Linked DNA regions of Mus musculus: regions 2, 3 and 4 are each linked to region 1. A link is a contact called in public Hi-C and promoter capture Hi-C data. All regions are on one chromosome and are shown on one strand. Each heading gives the region's core, a stretch centred on a gene start, on an enhancer-like site or on the middle of the called end of the contact. The rest is flanking DNA. Distances are from core to core; before and after follow the strand shown.

Region 1 (3,495 bases), core at 850-3,349:
TGGGTAAATGGGGACTACTTGTGAAATAAAGGTGGAAAAAGATTGAAAAGCAAGAAAACATTCACCAAAACACAAAAGAAAAAATGTGAACCATATGACCCACATTTTAAAATGTATACTTCTGTGTCAGGCAAATGTCCATGGATCTTTAATTCAGAAATTTTGTGATTCTATCGGTTGCTTTTTTCCTATTCACTAAAGAGTACTGATCAATATGACTGTGTTAATAGGCTGACATAAGGAATACTTGAAAGAAGCACACTTTAATAAAACAGAAAACATACTTAGGTATCTATCATATAAGTTCCCAGTAAAATTTAAAAAGCCAGCTGTAGTGGCACATGCTTGTAATATTAGCACTCGGGAGGGTGAAGCAGGACTGTGTCTCAAGCTGGATATATAGAGCCTTTTAAAAATCCTGTAAACAGAATTCAGAAAAAATTCAAAAGCAAGCAGAAGGACAAACATCAAATGGTTTCTCTTCTAGAAAGAATCTGGAAGGAAAAGAAAAATGTGTGTGTGAACTGTTTAAAGGAAGACGACTAGGAGGTAGATGTAGAGAACAAGGCTGTGTTATGGAAGTGATTGTGAGCAAAGTATGAAAATCTCATAATGGAATCCAATATTGTGTTAATTTGAAAGGGAAATGAAGTAAAATATCTTGTGCATCATTAAAAGTAAAAAATGTATGCAAACAAATGAGAGCTCCCATCTGATGTTTCATCAAAAGCATTCATAAGCATAAAATAAACCTAACAGTATAATAGTTTTAAGTACACTACCTGAAAGGGTAACGATTCCCCTGGGTTGAGGCTGAAACCGCAAGTATTTGTTACAAAAGTCAGCAGATTCAAGAGCCAAAAATAAAACATTGCCCAAAAAGTAGCCAGCTGTTTGGCCCACAGAATTGCATGTCGAAGCATAGCCCACGTTTTCCCGGGATAACATAGTTAATGCCCAACCATCCACAGCGATGTCCTGTGTGGCAGCCAGGAATTCAAACAAGAAGAATGTCACAGTGAGAGCAACTACATCCGGTGTTCTGCCATCAATATTTCCGAGCAAACGGTCCACTTGAGTGGATAAATATATCATGAAGATTCCTAGTGTATACTGAGTAGGGACAAGCCAGGACTTGCGACGACCAAAGTTCTTAAAGTAGACGGCATCAACCAAGGGAGCCCAGAGCAACTTAAGACTGAATGGCCAGAAGACAAAACTGAAGAAAGCCTGATCTGTATAGCTAACATTTTTGCTTTGCAAAATGAGGGGGATGCTCCCCGCCAGGCCTAAGGGAATGCCCTGAAGCACGTAAAGAAAGAGTAGTAACAAAATGCTACTTAGTTCGGATCTATAGCTCCGCGGGGCTTTAGGTAAGTCACCAGGGCCGGCATCACCTAGAAGAACTTCCCGGTCCCCCTCCCCGCCCACCGAGTCTCGGCGACTGTCATCCCAGCCGCCCGGTGGCAGCGGGCCACTCTTCATATCCAGAGCGTGGCTAAACATGCCTGACCGCCGCTGCCGACTGCTGTCCTTGTGGGAGATGGTCGGTGACATATCAGAGACGACGCAGAGCCCGGTGTGTGGGGGCCTGAGGCTGGCGTTTTGATCAGTCTAGTCCCAGGTCCAAGGCAGTCTCTCTGGACCCGGGTCACGGTGGTTCAACGCCGGGAGGGCGGACGCGGAGAGACTGGTCGCTGTTTTGCAGCAGGGAGCCAGATCCCTGGCAGGTGGCCCAGGCGAAGCCTGGGTCGCTGCCCACAGGAGCGACTTCAGGGAGCCGGCAAGAGCTCCCCGTGCAGCCGCACCCGGCTTGAGGCTGGCGGAGCGTGCCGTGGCGCTGCGACGGAGTCTGGCTCTTAACTGCAGCGGGGACTCGAACGCTCTCTTGCCCGTCCACCAGCTGACACTGCAGCGGGCACCCTCCTCAGTAGACACCAGAGGTAAAGGATAACTTCCTGCCTCGCGCTTCGGGAAGTGGTTCCCTGCCAAAATGGGTTCCGTGCCTCCCGACGGAGCCAGCGAATCAGAACAAGTTCCGGTGGCGGCGACCGCGAGCAACGTTTGCTAGGAACCATTAATTCCCTCGATTCTAACCCCGAGGGAGGAATAACGCCAGCGTACCGAGCGTCCAGGACGGAACGTCTTAACAAACCCGGTTCCGTTTGCGCATGCGCTTGCATGGAACTCGTGTGCCTCGGCCATTGGGCCCTCGTCGCCACGTGAGCGCGGGTTTTCTGGATTGGCCTAGGCCTTGGTGATAACATTGCACAAGGTCTGTAGGCGAGTTTGTACTTATTTAATTCAGTACATAACTTCCAGGCTTGTAGTTGGGTAATAATGCTGCTTTGTGAACCTGCAGTTACTAAGCTTTGGTGTCAGGTTGTGGGTCCTTTATGCCCGACTAAATGGAAACACTCCTACCTAATACACAGAACGAATAAGGCTGTCCATTTCCCCCAATGTCAAGGAAGAAATGTAGGGGAACGCTAGATACACAGAGTGAAGGAGGTAAATTTCAGTCTGCTGCATCTTATTTTTTTGCCAATGGAAACGTCTCGAAACCACCTTTCTCCTTTCATGTCATCCATGGTTATGCATTTTAAGTGCATAACGACGCACTTCTTCGAGTTTTGGTGAATCGTTGGAAGCTCTTAGAGCTTGAAATGTTGAGATACTAGATTTAGTATTTCAGTGATAACAAAGAAATAAGTTTTCCAAGAATTTTATTGGATTCATAATTGGCCAGTTTTTCAAATGCCATTTCAAGTGTAATAGTACATGCTTTCTTCATTAAAAACAAAAACAAACCATAAATTCCCTTGTGGATTTGCTGCCTTCCCACTTTTCTGATTTCTACAGCTTATTAACCACTTAGCTAATTTCCCATGTTCTCTTCTCATTTCTCCCTGGGTCCTTCCTTTTCCTCTCCTCCCCCTTCTCTCCAGCTCTTGTATGGTCATAGAAATGTGAGACTTTGCTTATTATTATTATTATTATTATTATTATTATTCGTCTTTCATTTTCATTGTATTGATACTGAGTCCTGGGTTACATAAGCTAGCATATGTACCCAGGCTGGTCTCAAACTTATGGCCATACTCCTGCCTTAACTTCTAGAGTCCTAGGATTCTATACATGAGCCACCACACCTAGTCTGATATACTTCAATGAAAGAACACAGTGACCATGAAGTCTTCTAATCTTTGTTAAAGAGAGGAACAGAGTTGGTTGTGGTGGTGCATGCTTGTAATCCAGACTAGTCTATAAAACGAGTTCCTGGCCATCCATGGATATATAGCAAGTCTCTGTCTCAAAAATTGGAGTGGAAAACAGTTTATAGTGTTATCTATGTGAGACCAAAAGTCTCTATTTTTTTCAACAGGATCTTACTGTATGGTCCTTACTGGCATGAAACTCACTCTGTAGACCGGGCTGGACTTGATCTTACAGAGATCCACCTGCCTCTTACTCCTGAACGCTGAGATTAAGGGA
Region 2 (3,495 bases), core at 532-3,031, 3.6 Mb after region 1:
GAGGTCAGGTCCAGAGGGCATTACCCTGGGCATTTCATTAAGACACAAGTGACTATCATTCAAAAGAAGTCCAACCTCCTTCAACAAGAAGTACAAACTGTCTATACTATCATAGCCATTTTTACTTAGATTTCTAAAGGCAAAAACAAAACAAAATAAACAAACAAACGAAACAAACAAACAAACAAAACCCAAAAAGCCAAAAAGTGGATTAGAGATACTGGCAGCCAGCCTCTTACCTGTATTTTTGACTTAGCCATTAGACTTGTCTTAGTTAGGGTTTCTATTGCTTTAATGAAACACTATGACCAAAGCAAGTTAAGGAGGAAAGGATTAATTTGGCTTATACTTCCACATCATAGTCTCTCCCTGAAGGAAGTCAGGACAGGAACTCAAACAGAACCTTCTGCTGGAGGCAGGAGCTGATGTAGAGGCCATGGAACAGTGCTGCTTACTGGCTTGCTCCTCATGACTTGTTCAGCCTGCTTTCTCATAGAACCTCAGACTATCAACCCAAGGGTAGCTGGGCCCTCCCCAACAGTCATTAATTAAGAAAATGTCCTACAGCCTTGCCTACAGGTTCATTCCATGGAGGCATTTTCTCAACTGAGGCTCCCTCCTCTCAGATGACTTCAGCTTGTGTCAAGTTGACATAAAACTAGCCAGCACAAGACAGTAATCTATACTGTGGACAAAGCCAAGGAATGTAAACTGATGGTCTAGGCCCTTCATTGTAGTACAGCTGATGCTGAGTGAAAGATTAAGCCCAAGGTGGGGTATGACCACTGTGCTGGCAACTGCACAGTGTTAGTCAGGGGAATGCAAGGTAGACAGCAGGCTATGCATAAACATTCCAAACGGTATCTCTCTGACACAGTCCCTCTGCTTCCCCATCCCCCATATTTGGATCTCTTTGGAGGGCCCAAGCTAGGAGTCTAGAAAACACTCAAAAGTCCTCCTCCTTTTTCAAATCCCAGGTGCTATTGTTTAAGCAAGTCCTCATTTAGTCACTGGATCTCTCCTTGGTGCGATAGCTCCAGCTTTGAGCCTCTCACTTTCACTTCTGCGGCACGCTTTACAGCTATTTAGCACCTAGCCTTGCTACACTCAAAATTCTACTGCAAAGACTCGGCAAACCTAGAAATGTGGGGTAGAAGGCTGCGCTGCCAAATCAAACTTCTCAAAACAAACCTAGTGGTCTCTATACTCTGCTGGACATCTCTGAATGGCTCCTCATTTAGGATGTTCGTGTTTCTACTTTACTCGACTTTCCTCTTACTCCAAGATCAGTATAAACGTGTAATTATAAACGTATAAAACCCAGAGGAATTCAATAACTCTTTCAGCTGCAGTCACCATCCATCCACCCACATGATTAGTTTCTGTCCACCTAAGGAAATTCTCTCACCCATATTCAGAGGTGAGAGAATTTGTCCTCTTTTCTAGTACATAAGTGTCAGGTACATCATATGCTGTTCCGTCAGGTCAACTTAACAACTCTTCATGAAGAGTTGGCGAAGTGAGGGAGGGAGGACTGAGCTGGGTTCAGGTCAAGCCTTCCACCACGACTTCTGCACCACCACTTCCTACTGGTTTTAAATCAGATGTTAATGAGAACCCGGTCGCTCACTCCCACTCCCGACCGGATCTATACCCCATCGGCAGAACAGAAAGGCAGCACGGGAGCCCGGCCACCACGTGAGCAACCGTTCACGTGAGCACGGAGAGGCGTGGCCCGAGCAAGTCACGTGAACACACGTGATCACGTGAGTGCTGCCGCTGCCGCTGCCGCCCTGCCTTTGCTTCCTGCTCCGTTCCAGGCTGCAAGCTGATGGAGGACGAGGATGGGGAAGATCGGGCGCTGCTTGGGGGCCGCCGCGAGGCGGACAGCGCAGTCCATGGCGCCCCTCGCGCTCTGTCCGCGCTCTGCGACCCCAGCCGCCTGGCGCACCGGCTCGTGGTGCTGTCGCTCATGTGCTTCCTTGGCTTCGGTGAGCGGGGCTCGGCTGGGGCAGATGATAGAGGGATTCCAGGGTTCGCGCTGCTGCCTGGGCTCGGGAGCCCGCTTTTTCCAAGTGTCTGGAGCGAGGTGACGTTTGTTCCTCCAAGCCCCGGTGTTCAGCAGCTCCTCCCTGGGGACGCAGATGAGAAGGAAACTCAGATCTTTCTCCCGGAGAGCTGTGCTCCCGAGAGTTTCAGAACGTTGCTGGGGGAATTTCAGAGCGTGACTAAGTCCCTCTTCCTCCCTCCCCAGGCGACCCCTCCCATTCCCCAGTGCTTTCCTTTGTATTCTTTTAGAGCTCGGATCCGCTTTGGATAGTGTTCACTGCTAAGTACACCTTAGTAGGAGTCTTTTCTTACCTTTCCTCTGTGAGACAGCCTTGCAGGACCACACTTGTTAAGTTGGTTTCACTTATGAAATCTGATCTGGCGCAAAACACTTTCATTAGCTACTTTTAAAGACACCCTTCCCTCCCGTGTTACAGTTTTTAGTTTACATTGAAACTGTTCGGATTCGTAACAACTGGCTTGGCTTGAAAGAGTGTTTCAGGGGGATCAGATTCAGAAATACATGCACCTGGTTTATAAAAGATACTTTGGGCTTCGGTTTCTTTATTTTTGAGAAGATGGTACTCATTTGCTTTAAAACGTATTGAGCTGATAGTGGTGGCGCCCTTTAATCTCAGTACTGGAAGACAGGGACATGTCTGTGCGCTAGAGAGGCCAGCCAGGGCTACAAAGTGAGATCTTGTCTCAACCAACCAACCAACCAACCATGGTATTGAATTTCTTATAAGCAGTTAAATCCTGAAGGAGAAGTTTCTAGGTTTAGAATCAATAACCAGTAAGCATAGACAAAACACTTGAAGAAATTGTCCCTACTCAAGTTGACAGTTTATTTTTGGTAGGTAGATTGGGCTGAAAGTTTGGGTTTGAGAAACTAGAGCCGCCCTGTCGCTAGCTGCCTTCTCCACCTTTGGACCGCTAGCTTTGTGTATTTACAGAGTCAGCGGGGAAACAGGCAGTGTTACCTTGGGGCTTCTTCAAGCCTGTCAGCTTTCCCCGCTCCCAGGAGACATTGCCAGTTTTCATTTGATCCCTTAGACTGGCGCTTGTGTTGTTCTTGTTTCTAGCCCAGTTTTCACTCAGTTATTTGCTCCTGGGTATTTTTGTTTGTTTTTGTTTGTTTGTTTGCAGGATCAGGATCTATATCAAATACTGGTTTGGTTTGAATCTCTGAGTTACCTCTGCTTTCAAGAAAAGTGAGGACCCAGCTAACGTGCACCTGTAGAGGATGCTTGTAGACTTTTTTTAAGTAAGGGAAATGCAGCGATTTCATGAAGATGTTAATACAGTGATAAGCATGGGAAGAAAGACGGAAACGAAATGATTAAAAGCAGTTGATGTTGACCTCTTTATCAGGTTTCTGGTATATGCTGTGTATGCACACCACTACCTTGTGGAAGTTCTTTGGAATGGTAGATCAGGAAGTGG
Region 3 (3,495 bases), core at 700-3,199, 3.5 Mb after region 1:
ATTAGTGGAATCACTGTTGGAGGTTCTATTGTTCCTGAATTTCTAAATGTACTTAATTTGAATATCCAATTAAAAACCAAAATAAAAGGCAGGCATGAGAAAACAGTCATGACTGGAGAGTAAATTACCTCTTTCAGTCCTACAAGGCGTGAATTCAGACTGCTTGGAATCTACTTAAGGGTAATTTATTTGAACTGAAACACAGACTTTTCTAAACAATTGAACAGAAAGAAAGTGCTCAGGCAGTCCACACTGGCTTGTGAAGCTCTGCCTGCAGAGCCATGGCTGCCCATACTCAGAATCTCCCAGCAGCCGCAGTGGAGGCCCAGGGTAAACCCTCAGCGAGAATGAGCCGCAACACTGAGAACGCACGCGTATTCTAGAAAAGACAGCTCACTTACTTTTTGGATAATTTCTTCCACAGAAAACTTAAGATGGTACTTGTGCCCTCTTCCTGGGATATCCTAAAATTAAGAAAAAAATATAGTGGAGAAAAGAATACTGTAATATATCACATCTTTTTAGTTAGGACATTCTTATTACGTGACTGGGAGGGTGGCTGGTGGGAAGAAATACACTAAAGTTTTGCGTCTTTTAAAACATCCCAGGGGTCTTGTTCTGACGTTCCTCATGACTGTACATCTTACCATCCTTCATCGCTTCCCAAGCCCGGCTGCTCAGGAAGGCGGTCATCGGGTGTCTAGCATGGACTTGGCAGTATCTAGCAAGTTTATTTAGGTAGGTCTAGGAAGCGGGTGGAAACGTACAGAGGACACAGATGCAGTGGCAGTAGGCACATCTTTGGAAGGGTTTGTCTTAAAGCCGGGGGTACCAGAGTGTTCAGTGAGTAAACGACGTGTGGTGGATGAGTGCCAAGTGCTCAGAGACAGTGTGTGTAAGTGCTGTTGATACTGTCCTGTCAAACACCACTTCAAAAGACCTTATGAATAGATCATTTAGATATCCCCCTTTTAAATGAAAGCCAGTTTTGAAGTGTGTAACTAATTTATATTATCTAGTACAGTTTCGAAAATAAAAATCATTTCTTTGTCAGCCAAAAAAATCTTGAGCTGTAAGAAAAAAAAAATAGGGACACTCGCTAGGTAGGTGAGGCCCTTTAGCCTAGCCGGCTTCAGCAGAGGCAAGGCTGCATGTCAGGCAGGATGTGGGCGGCTGGAGCCCGAGCAGCCCACACTGCCTTTGTTTTTTCCTCGGGGCGAATTTCTTGCGTTTTCCCGTCGTTTTGGGCAAAGGGCTTAAGAGTTACTCTTAAAAGTTTATGGAGTCGTTTGGAGGCCATGAGCTTTTGTTGGCCAAGGCTAGCTAGCGGCAGATGGAGAAACTATAACAGCTTCCAGATTGTTTAGAATGCTGTCTTCCCTAGACCTCTTCTCTCCACAGGAAAGGGTGAGATTAACCCCGTGTATTTCCCAATCCCTTAAACTAATATGCACAAAATCTGGCTGCATAGGTCCTCTGCTTTACCGTGAAAGCAAACAGTTCTGGGATGAGTCCCATATAGGGGAGCTCATAGCAATGCTATTCAGAGGCAGAGCAGGGTCCCGCGGCCGGGATGGGGTGGGGGCAGTAGGGGGAGCCGATCGCAGGGCTTCTCCTCGCAGACTCACCTCCTTGCTGGCCTGCTGGACCGTCTGCACCAGGAACAGCTTGTGGGGAGTCCCCTGCTGGTAGTTAATGCAGTTCTCCGCCACCGAGGCGGCCCTGGACGCAGCATAGTGGGTGGGTGGGATTTCCATCTTGGGGGAGACAGCGCGGGCTATCCTAGTTCAAAGAGATCACGGCGGGTGCAGCCAGGGTCCCGTCAGTGTGGAGTGCTGGCCAGCCGAGTGGGTGTCCAAGTGGGTGTCGGTGAGGTGGTGAAGTCAGTCGGTAGCTGGGCTGGGCGTGCGCGCTTGCTCGCTCCTCAGCGCCTTCCTTCCCTCTTCCTCCTTCACTCAGGAAACCGTTCGGGCAGTGGCTCTGCCGGGAGCCTCGGCCCCGCCCTGGGGTAGGCGGGCACCTCCGGGAGAAAAGCTCGGGCATTCCCTCCGGCTCCCGCGGGTCTGGGCAGGTGTGGAGCGGGAGGGAGAACCTGGAGGAAGGGGAAGGGCTTTCTGGCCTTGCCTCGATGGGTCCTTCTGAGGGCTTCAGCTGCCGGATGAGGAATCGCTGGCTGTTTCACGTACAGATTAGAGTACACCTCTCCTTTTTCAAACGGGCTGTCACGGGGCAGGGGGCAAAGTGCTCCAAGTGTAATTCAGCCCTTACCCTTCCCTTTGTGAGACTCTTGCTCAGCCAGGTTCCTTTAGAGGCAGATCCAGAGTGGGAAAGCAGAAAAGCCATTTTAAAACGTTGGGAGACTGGTCAGGATCAGAGGAAATACTTCCCCATTCATAAGACCTTAGTGATCTTAGAAATATAAAGCTTAATGAGCGTGAACCACCACTCCCATCTTTCTTGAAATCCTATTTTAATGACTTTTTATGTGTATGTGCACACGTGTGTGCAGGCACATCAGATTACCCGGGAGCTGGAGTTGTGTGCCACACAGTATGGGTGCTGGGGACCAAACTCAAGTCCTCTGCCTCAGCTGCCGAGCCAACTCTCCAGCCCCATCTCTATTTCTCTTAAAAGGTAGATGGTTGGAGGCTTTCTGGGTAGACTGTCTATGTTGCAGCCACTCTGCAGAGAAGGGGAAGGTGCCCTGTGGGACACGTGTTGCTTTCCTCGTGTGCTAATGGAGCTTTCCTATAACTGAGGACTTTCTTTGGGCCCAGTGGATTATTAAATACCAACCAACTCAGTTCGTTCATTCCCCATCTTTTCTAGTTATGTTAGCCAACAGCAATGAAGCAGCTAGGGGATAACAAGTCTAACTTTTTTTTTTTCTCTTGATATTGGAAATGTTTGTCTTTTTAGCTGTAAGCCAACCCCTTTAGGAGAGAGTGTGTGTGTGAGTATGGGCTTCCAAAGTGAGCATTTTAAAGTCTAACGAATAGTCAAAGATTCTGTATTTAATAATTAGTATAGACTGGCATGATGGCACTTGAGGTTTCTTAAAATTGTAATTATTACTTAAAAGGGAAACTTTTTCATTTAAACATTAAATAAACTGAATTGCAAGAATATCATTCCTAGCCTTGTGCCTTCTTTTAAAATGTCTTTCTTAGAGTTTTTGCCTGCATGATGTGTGTGTGTGTGTGTGTGTGTGTGTGTGTGTCCCTATTGCCCAAGGAGGTGTCAGTAAAAGGTGTCAAATTCCATGGGACTGGAGTTAGAGATGACTGTGAGCCACCATGTTGCAGGGAATCAAATCCCAGTCTGCAAGAGCAGAAAGTGTTTTCAACCACTGAGTTGTCTGTTCAGTCCCACTTGGGTCTTGGTTACCTACTACAATCTCACCAGTGGTTGATATTCAGTCCATTATCTTCAGACTTGAGTAATATGTAGATTGTCTTCAAGGTAATAAGTTATTATGAGTCCCCAGGATTATAT
Region 4 (3,495 bases), core at 552-3,051, 3.0 Mb after region 1:
GAAGTACATGAACTCTTGCTTTTATTATTTCACAAGACTCAAAACCTTACTGCTTCCTAACTTCTATGAATTTAGGAGCAATGTCACATTGAGCATCGGTCTGCTATCTGTAACACTGTAATTCCGGAGAATAATCACAGAATTTTACTCTTTTGTGAAACTGTTTAAAAAAGATCATTTAGTAATGGGATCCACTAAGTTGACATGGTGTTTCAGTAGCTTTCAACCTCTATGACGAAATACATATTCGTAAACACCTCCCAAATAGCCCCTGCTAGAAGCCTGGTAAGAGATCAGGAGACCCCCAGACGCTTCTTCATCCTTTTAACCACAGGACTTAAATACAAACGCTTATGCCATCTTCTGTACTAGAAGGATGACCACTTTAAAGGTAACCAGAGAAAGATCAGGCATGACTATCCTGTAATTTGAACCAATAGATTTCTCTATTATTTCATCTTCTTGACTCATTCTAACTATAGGGGTGGTAGATGAAGCAATGATAAATCTCCAGTGTCTGACTCCCATTTGTGTAAAGGAAGTTTAATTTAAAATTTTTATTAGCATATAATTGTATGGTTTTCTTTATGAACTTTTCACATATGGAAACATACACCTCTTCTGTTAGCCTCTTATATCCCCCCCCCCATTCCCTTCCTCGCCATCCCCAATAGTCCCTCTTTTAGGAAGTTTCAGTTTTAAGAAATTAAAAGTTTGGAAATTGTATTAATAAAAGCTATGAAGTATGATGTTTCACCAAACAGCAAATATTTTCCTGAGAAAAGACATTTCAAAGCCTTTATTTTATTTTATTTTATTTTATTTTACTTTGTCAAAGTTTTGAAAGGAACATTGACTTTAAAACTCAGGAGACAGCCTATGGACAGATACAAAAATAATCAGGACCCCCCCCCCCCAAGAGTTCCCCCAGTTTTTGAATTATTTAAAACAAACATGTAGTGTTGTGGTTTTGTTTTAAAAGAGTCCCTCAAAACTGGCTAGTTAAGGTCCAGTTACTTTCCAGGAATAAACCTATACTGGAAGTGAGTTCCATCTCAAATCTCTGTGGAAATCTGAACCTTAGTATCTAGCTAACAGTAGGCCTGAATCCAAGTTAATATTTTATATATCTCCTCATTTTTGTTTCCTTATACTAAATCATGAAAGAAAAGTCATACAAGGAAAATATTGTATATTACAGAAAATGCCACGTTTCTTTAATTTCGGTAATAGAAGCTTCTTTCTTTCTTTCTTTCTTTCTTTCTTTCTTTCTTATAAATCTACCCATTTACTTTCTCTTCTAGAGGAACCTTCTCCTATCGGGCAGATTTCTTCCTCCTATCTAACAGTTTCTTTAATAGGAGAAACTAATTGCTTCCAATCCGTGAATGCCTTCACCTTCATGGCAGGAAAAAAAAAAAAAACCCACCGATTTTAATGTATTTTTTTGCAAATAAATCATTACAGTTTAATCACACACGACTCTATGCAGACACACTCCCATGATTTATTATTGTTGGGCGAATTTCCACCTCGCTCAACAGGAACTAACCAATTTTGCTCTACGCGGATGTCTTAAACATAACTTCTTACGATGTAGATGTTTGCTGATTATCTGTGACGATAACGGCGAATACTAAGGCAGTAACATCCCATAGTACCACCTTTATTGCTTTTGGAGAATAAGAAAATCCAATTATGCAAACACGCAAAACAAACATTAAACAAAAAATTGGCGGCATGACAATCCACTCGCTCGGCATTCCTAATGGTCCAGCAGCCTGCATCGACGCACTCGACAGCTCGGCTGAAGCTGCCTGGTGCTGGAACCAGGAAGGCGCTGAGCTTAAATTGAAGCAAGTTCTGAGGACGCCGGTGGCGCCGTGGTTAGAAGAGGGGGTTCCAGGTCCCCACGTCGGGAGGTGCGAACCCGAAGGTCGAGCCAGGTGATGCCGGCGTCCAGAGCTTGGGGGCGGCGCCCGCGAAGGAGGCGTAGCGAGGCCCAGCTCTGCGGGAGGCGGCGTGGGGCCTGGCGCAGTCTGTGGCCAGGAGCTCGCCGAGGGTTGGGCCTGGGCCCGCGGCGTGCGGTTTGTAGCCGTGCGCATGCGCCCCGCACCTTGCAGGGTCCCAGCCTGCTGGCTCTGGGCGAGGGGGTCGCCGGAGTGGTCGCGGGTGGCGAGCGGCCGCAGGCCCCAGGCTTGGCCTACAGTGTGGAGTTGATGTGGAGAGGTAGCCCCCAGTCCGCGGGTCCCGCGGGTCCTCGATCGCCGTTCCTCGGATTCCCAGTTGTCCTTCCTTTTTAGCCAGGTTCACTCTCACCTCCTCCAGGTAGTCGGAGCGAGGGGGAGGCTGTGGCTAAGTGTGCACGGAATCCCCACCCCTTCTCCTGTCTATCGGATGCTTGTTGGCTGGAGAGAGAATACATGGTTAGACAGACCCTTCCTGTCTTGACATATACACACATCACTTTAAACAGTCTGTGAATTTACCTTCTAGACTTTTGGTCATGTGACCAGATAGTTAACTCCTGAACTCATTCACCTTTCTCAGGAGTTACAATGGATGTTGTCTGCCCTCGATTTTAGGTTATTATTAATGTAATTTCTGAGTTGTATTTAAAATGTTTATTGAGGGGGGGGGGAAAGCTCTAGATTTGCCAGCAGCCCAGTTTTGTCCCTACTAAGTACTAGGTTGTTAAATAAATTCACACATCATGTGCTGGCATATGAAGGTATTCGAGTTGTCATCTTTGAACTTAGATGTAAAAGCTCCCAGTGAAGTAGCTACGTAGAGTTTTCAGGTTTTAAGGAGTGGAGCAGATGTGACAGGTACAACCATGTGGGGAAAGCAGCTCTCCTTTGAGAGCTTCTCCAGTCTTAGAGTTTATGAATATTCACTTTCTTTGCAGACAAAGGAGATTTCTTGCTAAGTGGTAGCACTTTATGACTGTATGTTCAATAAGAAGGCTAAAAATGTCTGAAGCTGAAAAAGACAAAGGCAGCTGGCACTTGTCTGTTAATTGGCCTCGATGACCCAGTCTCTACATATTCAGCGTGGAGAGTTGTGATGTGAATTGGTTGTCATAGGGTTGTTGTAGTGCATTTACAGATAACTTTCTTCTGGTTTCACTCCCAGAATATGGGAAGGAAGTCCTGTGATTTGTTAGTTTAAAAAGAGACACTAAATAATCTACAGAACGTTGTTGCAACAGTAGTTTTTTTTCTAATTGAAAATAATGTTATTTGTATACGATACATTCTGTTTTTTGTTCTTTGTTTTTCCAGACAGGGTTTCTCTGTATAGCCCTGGCTGTCCTGGACTCACTCTGTAGACCAGGCTGGCCTCGAACTCAGAAATCCTCCTGCCTCTGCCTCCCGAGTGCTGGGATCAAAGGCGTGTGCCACCACGCCCGGCTGTATACAATATATTCTGATGATGGTTTTCCCTCATCTCCCAAACTAACAAATAAAGAAAAAGGAAACTAAGAAAGCATGA

What was found. Promoter capture Hi-C pulls out the DNA fragments that hold promoters and counts their contacts. Hi-C and Micro-C count contacts between places; a contact is called where the count stands out from the background.
Region 2: a contact with region 1 is called in a Hi-C map of regulatory T cells, with 5 times the contacts expected there. The contact joins the promoter of Mfsd1 here to the promoter of Slc33a1 in region 1. A contact is called at or near these places in 1 of 39 promoter capture datasets (pre-B cells) and 2 of 484 Hi-C or Micro-C datasets (CD4 T cells and regulatory T cells).
Region 3: a promoter capture Hi-C map of pre-B cells shows a contact between it and region 1. The contact joins the promoter of Lxn here to the promoter of Slc33a1 in region 1. A contact is called at or near these places in 2 of 39 promoter capture datasets (hematopoietic stem and progenitor cells and pre-B cells).
Region 4: a contact with region 1 is called in a promoter capture Hi-C map of pre-B cells. The contact joins the promoter of Rsrc1 here to the promoter of Slc33a1 in region 1. A contact is called at or near these places in 2 of 39 promoter capture datasets (the HPC-7 cell line and pre-B cells) and 2 of 9 other capture datasets (embryonic stem cells and liver).

Annotation. Positions count from the first base shown.
Region 1 is chr3:63,962,634-63,966,128 of GRCm38.p6, forward strand. Slc33a1 (solute carrier family 33 (acetyl-CoA transporter), member 1) reads right to left here and starts at 2,100. Exons shown (of 6, transcript NM_015728.5): 1 at 783-2,100. The coding sequence starts at 1,557. It also overlaps a transcript of Gmps not described here.
Region 2 is chr3:67,580,987-67,584,481 of GRCm38.p6, forward strand. Mfsd1 (major facilitator superfamily domain containing 1) reads left to right here and starts at 1,782. Exons shown (of 16, transcript NM_025813.3): 1 at 1,782-1,991. The coding sequence starts at 1,832.
Region 3 is chr3:67,461,958-67,465,452 of GRCm38.p6, forward strand. It overlaps Lxn (latexin), which reads right to left and starts at 1,950. Exons shown (of 6, transcript NM_016753.4): 1 at 1,629-1,950; 2 at 402-464. The coding sequence starts at 1,757. The region is part of intron 13 of Gfm1 (G elongation factor, mitochondrial 1); the gene reads left to right.
Region 4 is chr3:66,983,861-66,987,355 of GRCm38.p6, forward strand. It overlaps Rsrc1 (arginine/serine-rich coiled-coil 1), which reads left to right and starts at 1,802. Exons shown (of 10, transcript NM_025822.4): 1 at 1,802-1,946.